Regions from separate parts of the Mus musculus genome. Here region 2 is linked to region 1. The links are chromatin contacts, called in public Hi-C maps. All regions are on one chromosome and are shown on one strand. Each heading gives the region's core, a stretch centred on a gene start, on an enhancer-like site or on the middle of the called end of the contact. The rest is flanking DNA. Distances are from core to core; before and after follow the strand shown.

Region 1 (4,949 bases), core at 1,104-3,603:
CACAGCAGCATCCCCTACAGACTACCCCAGCCTCCAGGTGCATCCACAGTAGCGCCTCCTGAAGGAAGTGCCCCTGCTGGAGTGACTGGGGAAGCCCAGTGGGTGAAGGGGGTGTTTGTGCTCAGTTTTGAAGACTGGAATTTCAAGAGTGTAGTAGCCAAACTCCAGGATTGAGAACGGCATGCCATTCCCATCAGCTGTACACAGGGTCTGGGGCACACGTAGGTTCAGCCTTCTGGTGCCTGCGTGCGGCTGTTGGAGTATGCGAATCTGTGGGGAAAAGAAAAGGAGAGTGCTGGGAGAGGCTTCTATTCACCTCGTAGCTTTGCATGAACAAATGCAACCCAGCTCTGCATTCTAGGAATGAAAAAGTCTGGAAGTCTCAAAGAAAGTCAGGAAGTCACCATTCCCAAGGCTTGGACCTTTCAGGGACTGCAGAGGGCAGGAGCTGTGGTAGCTGGTGTTTTGTTCCCTCTACAAGTGAGGCCACATGGACAAAACACTTCTCTGTATCCTCTGATTTTTCCTCCAAGAAACCCAGTGCCAATCTTTCATTGTGGTTATGAGCACAGAAGGAGGACGGGGTCTCCACAGGGGCTAGGGAGTGATAGAAGGACCTTGTGAGAAACACCTTAGGCCAGACATGGCCCCTCCATCACAGCTTAAGTGCTTCAGGGCAGATATGTGAGAAAAGTGCACTTTAAAACATTACACAGGAATCTGGGCACTGGAAACAAGCCCAGCCTGGCTTCGTCAGGGACACATCTCTTCCCTTCACTGAGCCTCAGCTTCACCTCTGGGCTCTCTGATGGTAGGAGGTCCATGTAGGGGTAAGCACCAGCTTTGTCAAGTCCCAAAGATAGGTAGAGAGATGATAGGTAGATAGATGATAGATAGATGATAGATAGATAGATAGATAGATAGATAGATGATAGGTAGATGATAGATAAGTAGATGATAGGTAGATAGATGATAGATAGATGATAGGTAGATGATAGATAGATAGATAGATAGATAGATAGATAGATAGATGATAGGTAGATAGATAGATGATGGATAGATAGATGATAGGTAGATGATAGATAGATAATAGGTAGATAGATACATAGATACATAGATAGATGATAGGTAGATGATAGATAGATGATAGGTAGATAGATACATAGATACATAGATGATAGGTAGATGATAGATGATAGGTAGATACATAGATAGATAGATGATAGATAGATGATAGATAAGTAGATGATAGGTAGATAGATGATAGGTAGATGATAGATAGATAAATAGATAGATAGATAGATAGATAGATAGATAGATAGATAGATAGATAGATAGATGATAGATAGGTAGATAGATGATGGATAGATAGATGATAGGTAGATGACAGATGATGGATAGATAGATGATAGGTAGATGACAGATAATAGGTAGATAGGTAGATAGATACATAGATACATAGATACATAGATAGATGATAGATAGATAGATAGATAGATAGATAGATAGATGATAGGTCGATGATAGGTAGATGATAGATAGATAGATAGACAGACAGACAGACAGACAGACAGACAGACAGACAGGTAGATGTTGGTGGGAAAGCTGAGACTGAGACCTTGTGTTCCATGTTAGTTGCTGCTTGTGCTTGGGCCAATTTGAAAAGCAGGGATGTCTGACTTAGGCCTCGCCTGTGAGTGCAGGGGTGGGTGTCTGTCTCACTCCAGTGTCTGGTGACTGGATACAGAGGCAGGAGCCAGCCAGCCACAGGACAAAAGTACTGCCTCCCATCATCCTAGGCAGGCTTGCCTGGCCTGCCTTTTGGGACCCGGGAGATGATGTTCTTTGTTTAATGGCAGGGAGGCTGAGGGCTGGGGAGCCTCAGGGGCCAGGGAAGCTGAGAAATGGGACTGAATTCCATGGGGCAGGTCAGTGTTTTCTCTCTGACGGTGATGAAGATGTCATGCAAGACCTTGTACATGTACACACACACAGCGAGCTCCTTACCTCTGAGCCACAGTCCAGCCTCTAGCTAGGCCAGCGCTTTTCAACATGAGAAAGGTTTTGTTAAGCTGTGAGCAAAAAGCAGTTCCCTGGAGCTCTGTGTCCTGGCATAGATTTCCTGCTGGGGCTGCTCTCAACCCCCACTCTGTGCCTCGTCTCTGGGATTAAACTCTTCTCTCCTCACCAGAAATCATTCAACAAACTGAGTTATTAAAAGCCGGGTAACTACTCCTGCCTCCGAGTAGCTCCGCTCCACAACCTCTCCTGGGGAGCCGCTGTCAAATGCAGGCCCTCTGGAGCTCGCAGGGAAGATGACTCATTTACATAGAGTCAGGCTCTATCCTGCACCCACCCCAGCTCTGTCCCTGTCTCGGTGATGACTAATCCCCTTCAAAGATGAGATCAGCACCCCTCCTGCACCCCCATCCAAGGAGCAGAACCCCAGCCTCAGCCCAAGACTTTGGGCAGAGACAGAACCTAAAACCAGACAAGGCCTTGGCTGAGGCAGAAGTGTGGCCAACAAGAACACAGGGTTAGGAGCAGCTGGCTGCAGAATTGTTCTACTGCCTGTTAAGCCCCGCTCCTTGATCACCCCACTTCAGAGAACTCTTATGGTGCTCCAGGGATGACCAGGAAGAGTCTGGCTGACCCTCAGAGAGAGAAAGAGAAGGGATGGGAGAAGGCAGCCCCTAAATACCATGGTTCTAGAAGGGAAAGAAGTCTGTTTGCTGGGGAAGATTCAACTCCCTTTAGCCAGGCCCTTATATACATCTCCATGTATAGCTTCCTCCTGCCCTCCTGTGTAGCCTCAGGCTGCCTTGGGGGCCTCTGTGTCCAGGCTGAAGAGACATGGTACTTACAGAGAGAGGGGACAGAGCCCCTAAAAGCTAGCTGCCAGGTTCTGGGGATGCCTCGGTGACCTACAGAGATGCACAGTCTTGGTCTTTTTTGATTATGGTGTTCTACATCTGCCAGCAACCCCCCACCCCTCCACAGATGGTGAATTGTTGAATTGTTCATAGTAGACAAGAAGGCACAAGGAAAATAGACCCACTGCTACATCCAGAGAAGTACCCAGGAGGGTCCACAGAGAATCCCTGTCTACCCTGCTAACCTGCTGACATGCCCCATCTAGGGGCTGGCAGACAAGTCCATCAAAGCAACTACCATATCAGCTCAGAGCCTCCCTGAGAGTCCGGCAGGGGTCAGCAAGGGTGGGATTACCATGGCTAAGCTGATGACATAGGGTGGGCTGGTTCTAAGTGCAAACTCTGCTCTCAGCCGCTGTAGCAGGAAAGCCAATGACCATGTGTGGTAGAGGAAGTAAGTGGAACCTTGGAGTGAATGAAACCTTTGGAGCCCCAGGCCTAGCACCCCATTAGTGCTTTCGGAGGTGCAATCCAGAGCCATTACACAGGCTTGGGGAAGGGCCGAGTAGGAAAGAACATAGAACACAGGGCACAGTTTGTGAACCCAAAGCCTTTCCACTGTCTTCTCGAACTCCACCCTGCCCTGCCCCCCAGCCCACAAGTAAAAGGATGAAGCTGTGGTCTTGCTTCAGTACACATACCTGACCATCCCACACCGAGGTTTGCTGTGATCAGGATGCTACCCTAGCTCTGTGGAATAAGTTTGGGGATGGGGGCTGAGGTGGTTTGAATAGGAATGGTCCCCCCCGTAGGCTTATAGATTTGGATGCTTGGTCACTAGGAGATTGGTGCTATTAGGAGGCATGGCCTCGTTGGAGTGCATGTGGCCTCACAGGAGGAAGTGTGTCCCTCAGGATGGGCTTGAGGTTTCAAATCCTCAAGCCAGGCCCAGTGTGACTCTCTCTTCCTGCTTGCTGTCTGCTGAAATGTAAAACTCCAGCACCGGATCTGCCTGCACGCCTTCAGGCTTCCTTCCATGACGATAATGGACTGAACCTCTGAACACGTATGTGAGCCAGCCCCAGTTAAATGTTTTCCTTTATGGGAGTTGCTGTGGTCATGATGTCTCTTCACAACCACAGGACATTGACAAAGATGGGGTGTGGGGGGGAACTGTCAATGACCTTGGTGAAGGTCATAGAATAACGCACTGGACAAGGCCTTCCATGGCCTTGCTCCTCCTCCTCGGCTGACCAGCCTTGTCCTCTCCCAGTGACCACAGAGATGGCCTGGGAACACTGCCACATTCTGCACACCACCTCACCTCACGTAGGTTTTCTGGAAGCACAGCTTGGCGGTGTCACCCGTGCTCTGGCTGCCTGAGCGCCGACTGTTTTCCATAACTAGCCGTGATGTGTTTCCTGCACCCTTCACCTTGCAAATCGGCTCGTCACCAGATGGCACGTTTTGAAATTTTTATTACATTATTTTTTTCTATCTATTGGGGGGGGTGGGTTACACACATATCATGGCCTGAGTGTGGAGGTCAGAAGACAAATTGTATGAGTCAATGCTCTCCTGTATGAGTCGATTCGTGTGGGTCTTGGGAATTGAACTCAGATCCTAAGACTTGGCAGCAATGTCTTTATCCTCAGAGCCACCTCGCTGGCCTACTGCGCAGCTCTTTCTGCTCCTCAGGTACTTACTCCCATGATGCCTGGGACTGTTGCGTGGTCAACCATTGTCCTGAAGTCTTGTTTAGCCCTTTGGTTTTTTTTTTCCATCCTGTCTGGCCAGCGAGGATACACAATTTCCAGGCTTCTTCCCACCCTAAGGGAATAGTTTTGACATTATTCCTGGAACTGACTCTGTCAGTTACCAGCAGATACTGTTCCAGGATCGCGGCTTCTGTGTTGGATGGAGTTGCATTCCTTTAACGAGTTTCTAAAATGTTTCTTGGGCTCTGGGCTGAACTGCTTCTATGTGCAATGTGTCTTTGATATATGAAGTTAGGGAAGGAGAACAACTGTGATCAATAACACTGACAAACTGCCAAAGGCACCAGGAAAGCCCCTG
Region 2 (4,949 bases), core at 1,784-4,283, 35 kb after region 1:
CCAGTGTTGCACCAGGCAGGCAGCTGGCAGAGACTACTCATATGGCCGGTTTGGTATCCCGCAGAGGGCCAGCTCAGTATCCACAGGCTGATACTAATGTTGCCCTGCAGAGTTTGGAAGCAACATGCTAGGTCATTCGTACCACAGCCACGAGCTTTGGTATAGCCTGTTCACACTGCCTCCTACACCTAAAACCACAAATCAAGAGAGAACACGATTCCTTTCCACTTGACTAGAGAACAGCCAGTCCTGACAATAAAGACTGAGGCATGGAGCAATCTTCAAACAAGCTGACTTGATTTTGTCCGTGAAGACAAGAGTGAAGCCTGGGTTCGGAATCACAGCTTCTGAAGGGACAGCAAAGCCCATGAGAACCACAACATGAGTACAGGCCACAAGAGTAGGGTCTTGGGGTGGGGTTGGGGCTTCACACTGGCAACAGCTTCTGCTTATCTTGCCGTTCCATTGGGAAGCAAGAGATTGTCACTGGGAGAAAGATACTGTGATGTAGCCTGTTCACAGGTATCCCTGTAGGTAGAAGGGTAGCAGGGAGTGTTTACCAGAAGAGTGCATGCTAACAATGAACTATAAACACATGATGTCATCCTCTAAGATTAAGCATCCTTAGTACTTTTAAAGCACTTTAAAAAGCCACCTCTAGTTGCTATAGCAACTCGATGCAGCTCTCAAAAGGGGATTTTTTGAGAAGGGGTCATTTTATATCTTCAATCACCATAACAACATGATATATTTTTAAAGGGTATTTTTTTTTTAAAAAAAATCTAGTTTGTATAGACTTCGGACTCAGTCCATATTTGCCTTTTCTATTTAAAATAATCAGATCAAGCATGACACGGAAGAAAAATGGTGGTCAACAAGGAAGCACTTTCACAGATGAGAGAGAGAGAGAGAGAGAGAGAGAGAGAGAGAGAGAGAGAGCTCCCTCTGTGCATATCCTGAACAAAGCTGCTACCTCTGTCCAGCTACCAGGCAGCAGCAGGCAGGTGGTGGGTAGTCCGTGCCTCATGCTCTGAACTGGCACAAGGAAATGTGTTCACAAAGTTTCTCAGCTCACAGCCCAGAAAGTACAGCCCCCTTTCTCCTAAATTGCATCAGTAGAAGAGGATCTCTTGGGACGACTTGTGTGACCAGCAGGCGCTTCTCCAACCCTGAGACTCCGAAAAGGAGTAGGTGAGGCACAAGCAAGTCTTATCAAAATCTGTTTCCTCTGCATTCTGTACACCTAAATAGATGGGGGAAGTGGCTGTTTTACATGATGCCAAACTCGGGGGAAAGGAAGTGGGCGGACAGAGTGGTGGCTGGAGGAGACTTCAATCTAGCTGAAAAAAAAAAAAGCAGAGGTAGGTGTGTGTGTGTGTGTGTGTGTGTGTGTGTGTGTGTGTGTGTGAAGAGTCTGCACATTTTCCCCGGAGGTTACGAAAATGTAAGCTGTTTATATCAAAGTATAATGTAAAGGCGACTATCCCCTGGCTGTTGTTTGGCACCACTACTGGTTGGAAAAGGGGAAACAAAGACAAGAGGTCAAGAATTTGGAGAAGTTAGGGGTGTGTGAAGGGGGAAACCAAGGGGGAATGGTGTAAAACAGTTAAGCGGAAGGACTGGCTTTTGAATAACGGATTTTACTTTGAGGGGGTGGGGGAGTGTCAACAGAAGAGGAGGAAATTAAAACGCTGAGAATGGATGCAGAAATGGCTTTTATAATCATTCCTGAGGATAGTAAGGGCTGGGTTGGGTAGGAAATAGCAGCCCTTGACATACATTCTCACATACGCTCTTACAGAGGACAATACTAAGGCGCAGAGGCTGAACAAGGAGCCTTCAAAGTGTTTGGCTCTTGATTGACACACAGTCAATGAGTGTTAGCCGATTGGAAAGAGCTAGAGATGGTCCATTCGGGCAAACCCCTCGCTCCGAATGCAGGAAAGAAAAGTAGGAGGACGAGAGAGGACAGAGAGTGAGACAAAAGTAGGAAAATCAATACGGAAAGGAGGATCCCGCGGACGCCAGCCCGGTCCCCGATCCGTGGAAAGGGCAGCGAGTGACAGGCGCGCAGAGGAAAGACGCGCGGGGTGCGCCGCTCACCTATGGTCGACACCACGGTGCCCACGAAGTAGAAGGCTCCAGGGAAGTCCCAGCGCGGGCGCAGCGCGTCGGCGCGGACCCCGGCGGCCAGCGCGGCCTCGTAGTGCCGGAGGAAGGCGCGCAGCTCGGGCTCCGCCACGCCGTGCGCAGCGCTGAAGTTGCGCAGCGTGGCGCCCCAGCGCGCCCGCGCCTCCGCCTCGCCCGGGCTTTCGAGCGCAGAGAACACGGTGGCACCCGCCACCAGGTAGAGGCCGATGAGCGCCGCCAGCAGCACGAAGCGGCCGGTGTCCTCGTTGAGGTGCGAGCGGCGGCAACAGCAGCAGCAGCAGGAGGGGCGCGGCAGGCGGCGGCGGCAGCGGCGGGGCGGGGGCCGGGGGCTGCGGGAGGACATGGTCCGCAGCTCAGCCCCGGGGCTGGGGCGGCGCTCGGAGCCGAGGCCGTGACATCCCCGCCGTAGGAGCAGGAGCGTGAGGATGGTGGCCAGAGGTCAGGGGCCGCAGCGGAGCCCCCCTGCAGTCTTCCCGGAACCGGGACGGCAGGGCGATCCGCCTCCTGCCGGGCGTTCAGGCCGCGCACCGGTCGTCCGGCCCAGCGGACACCGGGGCTGGAGCGCTACTCTCCGCGCCCCGACGCCTTACAGCCTCTCGCGGCTCCTCACTTGCTGCCCTCGGGCTCCTGCCTCCGAAGCTAGGCCAGCGCCCCCGGTGGCTAGAGTCCATGGGGCTCCGGGCCGCATACTCCACTCTGGACAGGCCGCGGGCTGCGAGCAGGGTGAACCGTAGAGTCCGGACGCCTAGGATCGGAGCACGGTGGCAGGGCACAGAGGGAGTCCTCTGGAGCGTTCCATGAGGCTGCTGGGGATCGGTTTCGCCTAGGCGCAGGCTGTGCGAGCAGTCCTGTTCCTCCCCTATAATTGAGCTGGCGGCGTCGGCTTCCGAGCCTCAGAGCCCAGCCTTGTCCTCCGGGGAAGCGCTCCCTTCCTTTCCCTGCTACCGCTGAAGAGCTACCCGACACGGAGAGGCGGAGTCATCCGAGCCCGGGGCGGAGTGTTGGGGAGGGATGAGTGAGGAAGGGAGGAATGGGTGGAGAGTTGGGCTGCTGCGAAGCCTCCAGGTCGTTCTGGCCGCAACAGTGCGTCCCACCAGAGCAGGTGTCCCACTGCCGTTCTGGATGCCAGCTCGCTAAAAAACCTCGTCCTTCTTTCCCCGCGCTTGGGCTCCGAAATGTCTTCCTTTCTCAAGCCACTGGGAAACTTTGTTCAACTTGGTGCTTTGAGGTCTCAGGGACTGGGGGCCCTCGGGAGCCGAACCCGACTTTCGATTCTCGGGCTCTAGCCTGAAATTTAAGTTCCCTTTGCTCACGCTTTTGTTCCTGGGTCCAACCGCAGCTCCAGGACTCCGGCGGAGTCATCTGGGTGAAAAGATACGGTTTGGGAACCGAGGACAGGCAGCCTCTATGAGCTCCGGGCGCGGCGGGAACCAGGGCGTCTGCTCCCCCTCCCGACCGAGCGACCGGCCGGCGTCAGCACCGCGGACAGCGCATCGGTGCCGCAGCCTGCGGGTGGGAGGCTCCAGACAGTGCACCCCCCCCCCCTCCACCGTAGGCGAGGTTGCTCACCCGGCACCGGGGTGTTCCCAAGACCCTCCTTGCATTTCCTTCTATCCCCAGAGTGTCCCCTACCCTACCCCGACGCAGGTGCGGTCGCCAAAACAGCGTGTCGCCAGGGTGCGGACGCTGCGGAATAGAGACAGGAGGAGGAGTCACGCGCAGGTGGGGAACTCTGGGCCACCAGAGCAGGAGGATCACAGGCCGGGTGCTGCTGTGGCTTCTATGCTATCCCAGCTCACCAGTCCTAGGGACGAGAGCCTGGATACACCCCGGGTGCGGTGGAGGGCCAGGAGGGTAGAAGCTCGCTAGGAGGAACAGTGGTGTGCTTTGGAACACCCTAGGAAAGTGTCCTCCACCCTACCTCGGAGAGGAAAGATAGCGGATGATGCCCGCAGCCGCTGGTCCTTCTCTGCCTGGCAGAAACCAGTTTGGCTGGGGTCATAAAGTTGTGTAGTAAGGAACACCCTAGGTATAAACAGATAATCCCACCATATCCCGCTAGCTCTCCCCTCCTTTTTTATTTTTTTGGTCCCCTTCCCTTTTTCATTGGCCTCAGGGAAGATCCTGCTAGTGATATAGATAACGGGGTGGGGTGGAGTGGGGGCGGAGAGTGGTTTCTTAGACAATCCAGGTGACTGAGACCACGCTGGAAAAATCCAGAGCTGCCTCACCTGGGTCCCCTCCCCAGGCCAAGGCCAAGCTGGCTAGCTTCTACTGCAGGAAAATGCCAAGCTAAGATTTATTCAGAGAGGTGCTTGTAGTGTGGTGGACTCACTATGGACCACTCACAGAACACTTCACAGCTGTGAACCTGCGATTCTCCCACCCATGTATGGAGGCACAGGCTGGCACTGGAAGCTGTAGCATGCATGCTGAGCAGCACCCGACTCGGGATGCAGATAATGAATGACTAGGCAGGAATAACCGATGTTTGCATCTTAGAGACACTGCTCCGGAATATGGGTGGAGGGGACTGTGCTCCTCTTGGTATGCGCAGATGGAAAGAAACCCGTTCCACCATGGCCTCCAGGCTTGGATGGCAAGTGGTTTACTTGTGGTTTAAGGAAGAAAACAGCTTGTCCACTGAGAGAGCCCTGAGTGCTCTGATGCACTGTGTAGCACACGGTGGGAGCTTTATCCAATTGCCAACTATCATCATTGCAACGCGCTGTTATGGTCAACTGTTCCTGTCCCCAGCCTTTGACTCCCCTCAGCTACCTGCAGACAATGAGGATGGT

What was found. Hi-C and Micro-C count contacts between places; a contact is called where the count stands out from the background.
Region 2: a contact with region 1 is called in a Hi-C map of cortical neurons, with 1.9 times the contacts expected there. The contact joins the promoter of Kcnk12 here to the enhancer-like site in region 1. A contact is called at or near these places in 1 of 39 promoter capture datasets (macrophages), 2 of 484 Hi-C or Micro-C datasets (cerebral cortex and cortical neurons), 2 of 115 datasets of contacts at active chromatin or transcription factors (both in embryonic stem cells) and 2 of 9 other capture datasets (adipose tissue and liver).

The regions. Positions count from the first base shown.
Region 1 is chr17:87,761,053-87,766,001 of GRCm38.p6, forward strand. The region is part of intron 1 of Kcnk12 (potassium channel, subfamily K, member 12); the gene reads right to left. Among named protein-coding and RNA genes, the nearest start is that of Kcnk12, 34 kb to the right of the region's middle. Within about 2 kb of position 2,354, at least 57 of the 459 cell types and tissues checked have an H3K27ac peak or open chromatin away from gene starts, as enhancers often do. A contact at or near this core is called in cerebral cortex and cortical neurons, where this site is marked.
Region 2 is chr17:87,794,961-87,799,909 of GRCm38.p6, forward strand. It overlaps Kcnk12 (potassium channel, subfamily K, member 12), which reads right to left and starts at 3,034. Exons shown (of 2, transcript NM_199251.1): 1 at 2,104-3,034. The coding sequence starts at 2,494.